3 separate regions of the Mus musculus genome follow, and regions 1 and 2 are each linked to region 3. The links are chromatin contacts, called in public HiChIP or PLAC-seq and promoter capture Hi-C maps. All regions are on one chromosome and are shown on one strand. Each heading gives the region's core, a stretch centred on a gene start, on an enhancer-like site or on the middle of the called end of the contact. The rest is flanking DNA. Distances are from core to core; before and after follow the strand shown.

What was found. Promoter capture Hi-C pulls out the DNA fragments that hold promoters and counts their contacts. HiChIP or PLAC-seq counts read pairs in DNA pulled down with a chosen protein or histone mark.
Region 1: a contact with region 3 is called in an H3K4me3 HiChIP or PLAC-seq map of bone marrow-derived macrophages, with 3 times the contacts expected there. The contact joins the promoter of Ap1g2 here to the promoter of Haus4 in region 3. A contact is called at or near these places in 1 of 115 datasets of contacts at active chromatin or transcription factors (bone marrow-derived macrophages) and 1 of 9 other capture datasets (adipose tissue).
Region 2: a promoter capture Hi-C map of liver shows a contact between it and region 3, with 1.9 times the contacts expected there. The contact joins the enhancer-like site here to the promoter of Haus4 in region 3. A contact is called at or near these places in 3 of 39 promoter capture datasets (cranial neural crest, liver and pre-B cells) and 1 of 115 datasets of contacts at active chromatin or transcription factors (bone marrow-derived macrophages).

What each region holds. Positions count from the first base shown.
Region 1 is chr14:55,105,002-55,107,929 of GRCm38.p6, reverse strand. It overlaps Ap1g2 (adaptor protein complex AP-1, gamma 2 subunit), which reads left to right and starts at 1,337. Exons shown (of 22, transcript NM_007455.5): 1 at 1,337-1,422; 2 at 1,801-2,005; 3 at 2,500-2,624; 4 at 2,761-2,902. The coding sequence starts at 1,802. It overlaps Jph4 (junctophilin 4), which reads left to right. Exons shown (of 6, transcript NM_177049.5): 6 at 1-1,104.
Region 2 is chr14:55,084,552-55,087,422 of GRCm38.p6, reverse strand. The region is part of intron 1 of Zfhx2 (zinc finger homeobox 2); the gene reads left to right. Among named protein-coding and RNA genes, the nearest start is that of Zfhx2, 6.1 kb to the left of the region's middle. Within about 2 kb of position 1,467, at least 42 of the 459 cell types and tissues checked have an H3K27ac peak or open chromatin away from gene starts, as enhancers often do. A contact at or near this core is called in liver, where this site is marked.
Region 3 is chr14:54,553,032-54,555,731 of GRCm38.p6, reverse strand. It overlaps Haus4 (HAUS augmin-like complex, subunit 4), which reads left to right and starts at 1,371. Exons shown (of 10, transcript NM_145462.2): 1 at 1,371-1,557.

The DNA of each region.
Region 1 (2,928 bases), core at 88-2,587, 550 kb before region 3:
GTCCTGAGGAATCTCCTGGAATCTGAGTGGAGGGGAGAAAGGAAATGCATAAGAAGTGATTGGGTGGCCAGACAAGGCACTGCCTGAGCCACTTGGGGCTCACTGGCCCCAAGGGAAAGCTGCAGGAAAAGTACCCTCCACTCTTACCTCCCAGAACCTACCTAAGTTCTTGCCTACTTTGATCTTCCCTGAGGGAGAAAAGGGGAGCGAACAACAGGAAACTCCCCGTGCTCCCTCTCCTGCCCTCCTCAACCAGTCCCTCTCCCAACCACCAAGGATGGCACGCCAAGCCAAGAGTATTGAGAAAAGCAACGAAAAACCATCTGGTGCAACCAAGCCCGCCCCTCTTCAGATTCTGCCACTCACCTCTCTACCCTTCTCTGCCCCCCTGAAAATTTATTTGGTTGGTCTGGACTCACTTGTGGCCTTTGATTAAATTCCTAAGGGGACTGAAGAAGACATTTCTGCAGAGGGTTAGAGGCGCTGCAGCAAGCGAGGACCCCAGTCCTCAGCTCTGACAGTTGTGGGGCGAACACGTTGAGGGCTGAAGGGCAGCAGATGCTGTCACAAGTCTAGTTTCTAACCCCTCGCGTAGACTCCTGCGAGATGGGAGCTAACGGGGAATCAGAGGAAGCCGCTGCCCCACACAGGGCAGGGCAGAGGTGGGTGTCAACCCCGGACGAGAGTTGGGGGGAGAGCCTGTTTGAGATTATGGCTGATCCCTGGGACTAACTTTCCCTCTGGGGACAGAAAGCTGTACAAGAGGGGACTGTGGAACCCCGGGGGACTTTCCTACCCTGCATGAGGCAGAGGCAAGCTGCCTGCCAATCAATCCCTTCCTCAAGGAATGGCCTTGCCCAGGAATGCCCACCACACACACACTCTTCTTATTTTTCTAGTCAACCTCTGTTTACTCCCTGGCCTGCCTTCCTCCTGCCTCCCTTCCTTCCTTCCTTCTCAATCTTTACTTCTGATTTCTATTTCATGGAATTTGGGATTGAAGTTATACAACAGTGCCGCCAACATCAAGTCTTGCAGGAAAAAAAAAATAACAAAGAAATTTAACAAAAAAAAGTATATTAATAAAAAAGTTCCAAAAAGGGGGGGACTGTCATCTCCTTTGGGGTGCGATGGCTTCTGACTCAAGCTCTCTGAGTGCCACCTGGTGGGGTGGATGAAAAGTGAGGCCCCTGGGGGAGCCACAATCATGGAACAATTCTAGGCTCCTTTACCAAAGTGCCAGAGACAGGCCAGAGGTCAGAAATGTCAAGACGACTCAGCAGGGAGGCCCTAGAGGGGCGGGGTCCCGTGATAGAGGCGGGGAAGAGGGAAGGGCCCCGAACCGAGCACCAACCCCAGCTCTGTCCCATACCAGGAAGTGCTGGGTGGGGGGTAGAGGAGCAAAGTTGACACCGAAGCCAGGTGAGCTTGGGACTGGGAAACTAGTGCCTTCTGAAGTGGGAATGGGGGCAAGAAATCTCGCGAAGGGAATAGTACAGAGAACCAGAAGGAAAACTAGAGAGGAGAAACTGGTCCGGGAAGAAGAGCGAGAAATAGACTGGTCTGTAGCGCAGGCTCAGTAGAAACAGCCACAGGGTGGAGCAAGGACGCATGCGTAGTGGGGATGTCCTTGCGAGGCGGGAGGGTGGCCCCCGGGTACATGTGGGAGGTAAAAGTGGGCACAGTTTTAGGGCGGCGGTGGGACGCAATCCCTTCGAGATCTTGGCACAAGGCAATTCTATCCAACCGGCTAGAACGTGTTGAAATAAAGTCTTTTCAACTCCCGGGCTCTGTCCCCAGGATGGTGGTGCATTCGTTGAGACTTCAGGACCTAATCGAAGAGATTCGCGGGGCCAAGACGCAGGCCCAGGAACGGGAGGTGATCCAGAAGGAGTGCGCCCAAATTCGGGCCTCCTTCCGCGATGGGGATCCCCTGCAGAGGCATCGCCAGCTGGCCAAACTGCTCTACGTCCACATGTTGGGCTACCCCGCCCACTTTGGACAGGTACTGGCCTGGGATGGCTACAAATTTTGAGGAAGATGGCCAGTGCGCCCCTTTGTGTTTGTACCCAGGCTGTGGTTTTTGTTTTTTTGTTTTTGTTTTTGTTTTTTTCCTCCAGTTTTTTTGTTTCGAAACAGGTTCTCTATAGCCCGGACTGGGAACTCGAGAAAACCCTGCCTCCGTTTCAGTGTAGGGACTTTCAGGCATGCCCCGCCCTACCCAGCTAAATCCTTTAGTTTCTGAACCTTTTATCACCCTACTAGTGATTTCTTGCCAGCCCCGTTCAGCACCTCCCCATCCCCTTTCCAGACTCCACTCCTACACAGGTCCCTGAAACCTGCCTGCTGTCATCTGGATCCACACTTAAGCTTCTGGTTACAGAGAGAGTGATGAAATATGATCCCTCACAAGTTAATCTGGCCTAAAGGAGATTGTAGCCCGGAAGTTAGTGCCCTGTGGTTTCACACTGCCCTCCTGGTCTGCCTCCTTCCCTATAGATGGAGTGCCTGAAACTGATCGCCTCCCCCAGATTCACAGACAAGAGGGTGGGCTACCTTGGGGCCATGCTTCTATTGGATGAGAGGCACGATTCCCATCTGCTCATCACCAACAGCATCAAGAAGTGAGAGGGTTCTGGGGCACTTGAAATCAGGGCGCTGGGAGAGGGGGAACTGCAAAATTCCAGCGGGCTACCTGCTATCAGTACTGCAACAAACTGGTTTTCTCAGACTTGACTGACCATCCTTCCAACCTTACAGTGACCTGAGCCAAGGGAACCAGCCAGTTCAAGGCCTGGCCCTGTGTACTCTGAGTACCATGGGCTCTGCTGAGATGTGCCGGGACCTAGCCCCTGAGGTGGAAAAGCTGCTTCTGCAGCCCAGTCCCTATGTGCGGAAGAAGGTGAGATGTGGGCGGTTACCTCTCCA
Region 2 (2,871 bases), core at 218-2,717, 530 kb before region 3:
AGATTCTACTATATAGAGGCTAGCCTGGAACTTGCTACAAAGACCAGGCTAGCCTTTACTGACAGTGATTCGCTTCTGCCTCTGCCTCTAAATGCTGAGAAGACATTCTTTTTAGTTTTTATCTTTTTTTTGGCGTGGGGGTGGGGGTGGGGCGCATAAGCCCAGACTTCAAACTCACTACATAGCAAAGGCTGGTCTTGAACTCCTGATCCTTTCTTGCCTCTCCCTCCCTAACCTGGGCTCACAGGCATGTAGCATCATGTCTGGTTTCTCTTCTGTTTCCTACCAAGGCCACTCAGCACTCAACACTTTCTCTTCCCTTCCAAAAGTCCAGTGAGAGAACTGGAGATTCCTTCTGTGTCTGGGCATGAACACAGGATTATTTCAGAGCTAAGGTTCGGGCCTTGGAATTTGCAGTAGAGCCATCCACCAGAATTACATATGCAATATACAATTGGGAGACCGTTATTGCCCGGGGTGTGTGAAGCCCCAGTGTAGGACAGGGTATATGTGTATAGGGCTTGTAGCTTGCTGAGGTGTCAAACTGATGGGGCAGGATGGGTGTGGGCCATACATTTTTACTTCAAGTGTAGACATTTCCCCTCTGCAGCCTCCGGTCACAGCTAACTACCCTTACCCTCTCCCTTTGGGATTCAGTTTAAGCGAAAGGTCAAGGGTCAGTTGCCAGTCATTTGGCTTCTTAATGAAGGAAGACAGATGATTGGACTGTTTCCTTGGAGGAAAAAAAATTAGAGTAAATTTGTTTCCATACTGAAAATTTTCATTCCTTGCTTTGTTGGCTGTCCAAGCCAAAGGCCCTCAGCCCTTCTCTTCCAAGCCTCTAGCTCCAGTCTCCTCTCTCCACCCATAGGCCTCATCCATCTATTGCTGCCTCCATCCCATGTTTAGAAAACTGGCCTGGGCAGGCCGTGGGAACCCTTCTTCCACTTCTGGCTTCTTCACATTCTGTCATTTCTGAAAGCCCAGAGATACATCCTGGTGCTTTAGGAACGTAAGGCACTGGAGAGTAGAGAGAACAGAGCAGACAAGAGTGGGAGACAGGTGCTGGGCCGTTAGGCGTGGTGGCACATGTGCGCCTGTCATCTCAGCACTCGCAGGGTGGAAGCAGGACTCAGTTCAAGGTCATCCTCAGCTACAAAGGGAGTTTGAGGCCAGCCTGAGACCCTCCCTTTAAAAAGGTCTAGACAAGACTGGGCCAGAAGACAGAGATAGAGAGGGAGGAAGTGGCTTTGAGATGAGAGGGATTCCACATTTTACATGAAAAGGGAGGCAAGGTTATGTAGACAGAGAAAAAGACACCCTACCCTTCCAGTCCAAGAAAGACAGCCCAAGATGAAGGAGAGGGTGTGGTCCTGCATGAAAACAGCAATGCTTAACTCAGCACCAGGTCAGTCCTGAGTTCAAGCCTTGCTGGTTATGACCCTTATGGGAGGAACTGAAGTGGCAAATTAACCAGTATAATGAAGTCACTGCATTTTGTTTGCCTTTGCTGGTTTCCCCTGGAGATCTGTCCTCTGGCCAGACAGGGCAGTGTGGGGGAGGGGAAGGACAGCAGAGGTGAAGGGCAGGGGAAGGGTGCCAAAGAAGACAGAGAGAAGGAAACAAAACTCAAGGGGAGGACAGACACCATGTGGAGGAGGATGAATGGAAGGCAGCCCAGAGGTGGAGGCAAGGAGACAGAAGAGGAGAGAGAAGAGGGGTGAACAATGGGGACCAGGAGAGAGGAGTCCAGAGGAAAGCAGGGAAAAAAGAGGGAGCCGGAGAGGTGAACTGTAATGGCGAGCAGTGGGGAAGAACGTGGCCAAAGCTATGAGAGCTGCAGCTGGTGGGGCCTGTGGGCGGAGCCTCATCTCCATCGCTAATGGCTGTGAAATGAGGTTAGCTCCATTAGAAGCAGCAAGAGTGTAACGAGATCACACTCATTAGGGATGGGCCATCCTAGTAATTACCACCACCCCAAACACTCTGAGCCAGCCGCCAGCCGGCCACCAAGCACTTGCAGGCACACTGCAGTGTGCCACATGATGCAGAATGGAAAACTAGGGCCAGCATAGATAGGTGTAGGCCGAGGACCCTAGAGCATGCCTGCCTGAGGTGAGCATACTCACTAGCCCCCAAAGAGCAGTACATCTCAACTGATTGATCACATCCAAAGTGTTAGGCTAGGAAGGGAAAGAGGGACAAAACTCCATGACATACTACTTCCTGTTTTCTTTGTGACACACAAGAAGACCTGAGCAGAGGCTCCAAGTCACACAGCTCCTCTAGATATTTAGAGAACAGAACCAGAACCTGACACTGGGCCCGTCTGACTACAGAAGCTGAGGTTTCCCTTCTCTTTTGGTGCTGAGGTATTGCTACGCCTATACTTCCAGCGCAAAGTCTATTTTCTGTCTCGTTCCATTTTTCAGTAACATCAGACTTCTTTGGAGTCTATACACTAATATAGATATACATATAGACTGTTAGCTTTTTAAAAAATTATCTTTTATTATGTGTGTATGGAGGTCAGAGGTCAACTTTGTGGAGTTGGTTCCCTCCTTCCATCTTTATGTAGGTTCTCAGGATCAGACTCAGACTGTCCAGCTTGTAGCACAAGCATCTTTACCTGCTGAACCATCTCTCCAACTCTGAACATTAAGAGACATAGACACACACATTATCGTTCAAATAGCTCCGCCCAGCCTCCAACTCCTCTGCACCTTCAAGCTCAAAGAGGAGCACAGCAGCACACACAAGGGCAACAGAACATTTCAAACTACATGCTAGGCAAGAGCCCTGTGGCAGGGCACCCAAGTTCCAAGCTCATCCTATGTTCCTACTTATTATTACTATCATTATTGCATATAC
Region 3 (2,700 bases), core at 122-2,621:
TAAAGCTGTGACCCTTTAATACAGATTCTCATGTTGTGGTGACCCCCAACCATAAATGATTTCCATTACTTACTTCATAACTGTAATTTTGCTGTTACGAATTGTAAACACCTGTGTTCTCCAGTGGCCTTAGGTGACCCCTGTAGGGTCGTTCAACCAACCAAAGGGGTCTCGACCACAGGTTGAGAACTGCTGTTCTAAGGAAAAGCCAAACAGCTCCATTTCCTAGCACTTTTGCTCCATCCTATCAGTTTGTTCTCTGATGCAAGCGATCTAATCACTGGGCTAGGGAGATGGCTCAACCATCCCTCTTCAAGTAAACCTGGGTTGGATTCTCCACACTTATATGGTGGTAACTGTAACCGGTTCCAGAGGATCCCACAGCAGTAAGCATACAAGTGGTTCACAGACATATGTGCCAGTCAAACACCCACACACGTAAACAACAGTAAAATAAATAAAAACGTATAAAGAGCTCTAATAACCTTGAAGCAGTTTATTTAAGACTTTTATTTTTTTAGATGGGCAACTTCAGCATAGTGCCCGGGCCTAGCTTTGAACTCTCGATCTTCCTAACTCAACCTCCTGAGTAGGTGTGGTGAAGGATTAACAGTACAGCTAAACATCTTATTTTCCAAAAGAAGTCACTTCCTGATTGGGTACCCTTAGTTTTACAAAACCAGTGTAGGCATAAGTAGGAGTGAAGGAAGGATGATGGGAAATAAGGGATGTGGGAATGGGGCAGGGCAGTTAACGCGGCTCAATGGGTAAAGGAGCTTGCTACCAAGCCTATGATGTCTCACTCCCAGAATGTCTTCTGACCTCCACAGCACACGTAGGACACACAGTAAATAAAACGTGACTTTAAAAAAAAACAGAGGGAGCGCGGAGGAGGCGAGGTAGGTTAAGAAATTCAAGAGGTGAGGCTGGAGCAACGTAGTAAAAGGATCTGAGTTCAAGTCCCAGAACCCAAAATCTGGCAGCTCACAAGCACCTGTAACATCGGCTCAAAGGGCTCTGGCTCCCTCTTCCGGCCTCCGTGGACACCGCCCACATATGGCGCATGCGCTCGCCCACATCGATAAATAAAAACAAACCAGTGGGGGTGTAGTGGCGTGCACCTTTCCTCTCATCAATCGGGAGGCCGAGACAGGACGATCTCTGATACCAACAACACATTGGCTCGACCTCCGAGCACCACAGTGGCAGGCCTAAGCTTCCGAGCTGGGCCGCCACCTCTATATAACCTTCCGTGCCTAGTCTTCCCCTTTGTTAAATGGGTGAAGTTCCGACTTCCAGGATCCGAGCCGCTACCGCGACAGTTGCGCTGAGCGCGCGCTCCCGGGGCGGGGCTGCGCCAGGCGGGAACGGAGGCCCCGCCCCGTCCTGTGCCCGGCTGATTTAAGACCCAGTTGTTTCTACGCTGGCGGCAGCGCCTTTCCCGGGCAGGCCCCGGCCTTAGCGCTCCGGCGGCGAGCCGTGCAGGTTAGCGCTCGACGACCGCGAGCTTGCGGCGAGGCCGCGCTCGCCCTTTAGGACTCCTTGGCGACCCAGACGGTAGGTCGGCGCCGGAGAGCGCGTCTGCATCTTGATTATCTCCGGCCTTGTAAGGGTCACCTCTTGTGAAAACAGTCAGGACGATCAATCTGCGTCCAGCACAGCGTGCAGGGGAACGGCTGGAGGGCTCGAAGCACGCCTGCGTCAGAGTTCGGCGCTCTGCGCTCCTGCGCGTGGGACCCCGGCTGCCTGCGCAGGGTGGGGGTGAAGCCTAAGGTCACGTCCTGTGGGCGGCTCCGCTGAGGACCCCTGGGCGGTTGAAACCCTCGTGGCTGGGTGCCTAACTGGCCTGCAAAACTTTATTTGTAGGTGTAGTTCAACAACATTCTGAGTTGGTAAAACGGAACTTACTGGTAAAACATAACTAAATAGCTTTTGTTGACAAGTCGATTGTTATTAATTCTTGATGCTTCATGCAAGGCAAGAACCGTTATCGCGGCTTTGCAGGTGGAACACTGTTGGCACCTGAAAAAGGAGCATTTCACATAAACTCACACAGAAAACATGGGGGGCGGGGCGGAGCCACAAATTAATGTCTCGAATTGCGCCTCCTCAGCTGATTCCTCTAGACCACGCTACAAAACAAACGGCTAGTTGCTTTCATGTGACTCATAAAAGGAGCGAATAAACCAATGTTCTGTGGACGTGAAGCGTTAAGTACTAATAAGCTTCAGACTCGGGGCTGCCTCGGGCTCAGCTGCCATTTGGAGGAGTGGGTAAAGCAATAAGGGAAAGAATGGGCAGGCAATGTTTGTGTTGCTGTTGAGTTTCTCATTGCTCTCTGTTGATGACATTCTTTTCAAGGTGCTCCAGGTTCTGGCAAAACACCTATCTGTATAGCTATGTCCCCACACTAACCACTGCAGTGCATTGTTACTGGAAAAGCTGTTGTAGTTCAAGTGTCTGTCGCTCTTGCTCCCAGACAGATAGCTCTTTCATGAGATGACACTGACAGAGAAGCACCAGAAAGAAACTGTGATATTCCACAGTTGAGCTATAAAGGGGGCAAAAGGTATACTGGGACCCACACCCCTTAGTTTACTGGGAACACGACAGACAGCAACAGTTTGTAGCTCCAGCAAAATGGTAACGGTAGGAAGACGCCTTCCATTAGAACTTAGTGGATTTGGGTGGTGTACTGGC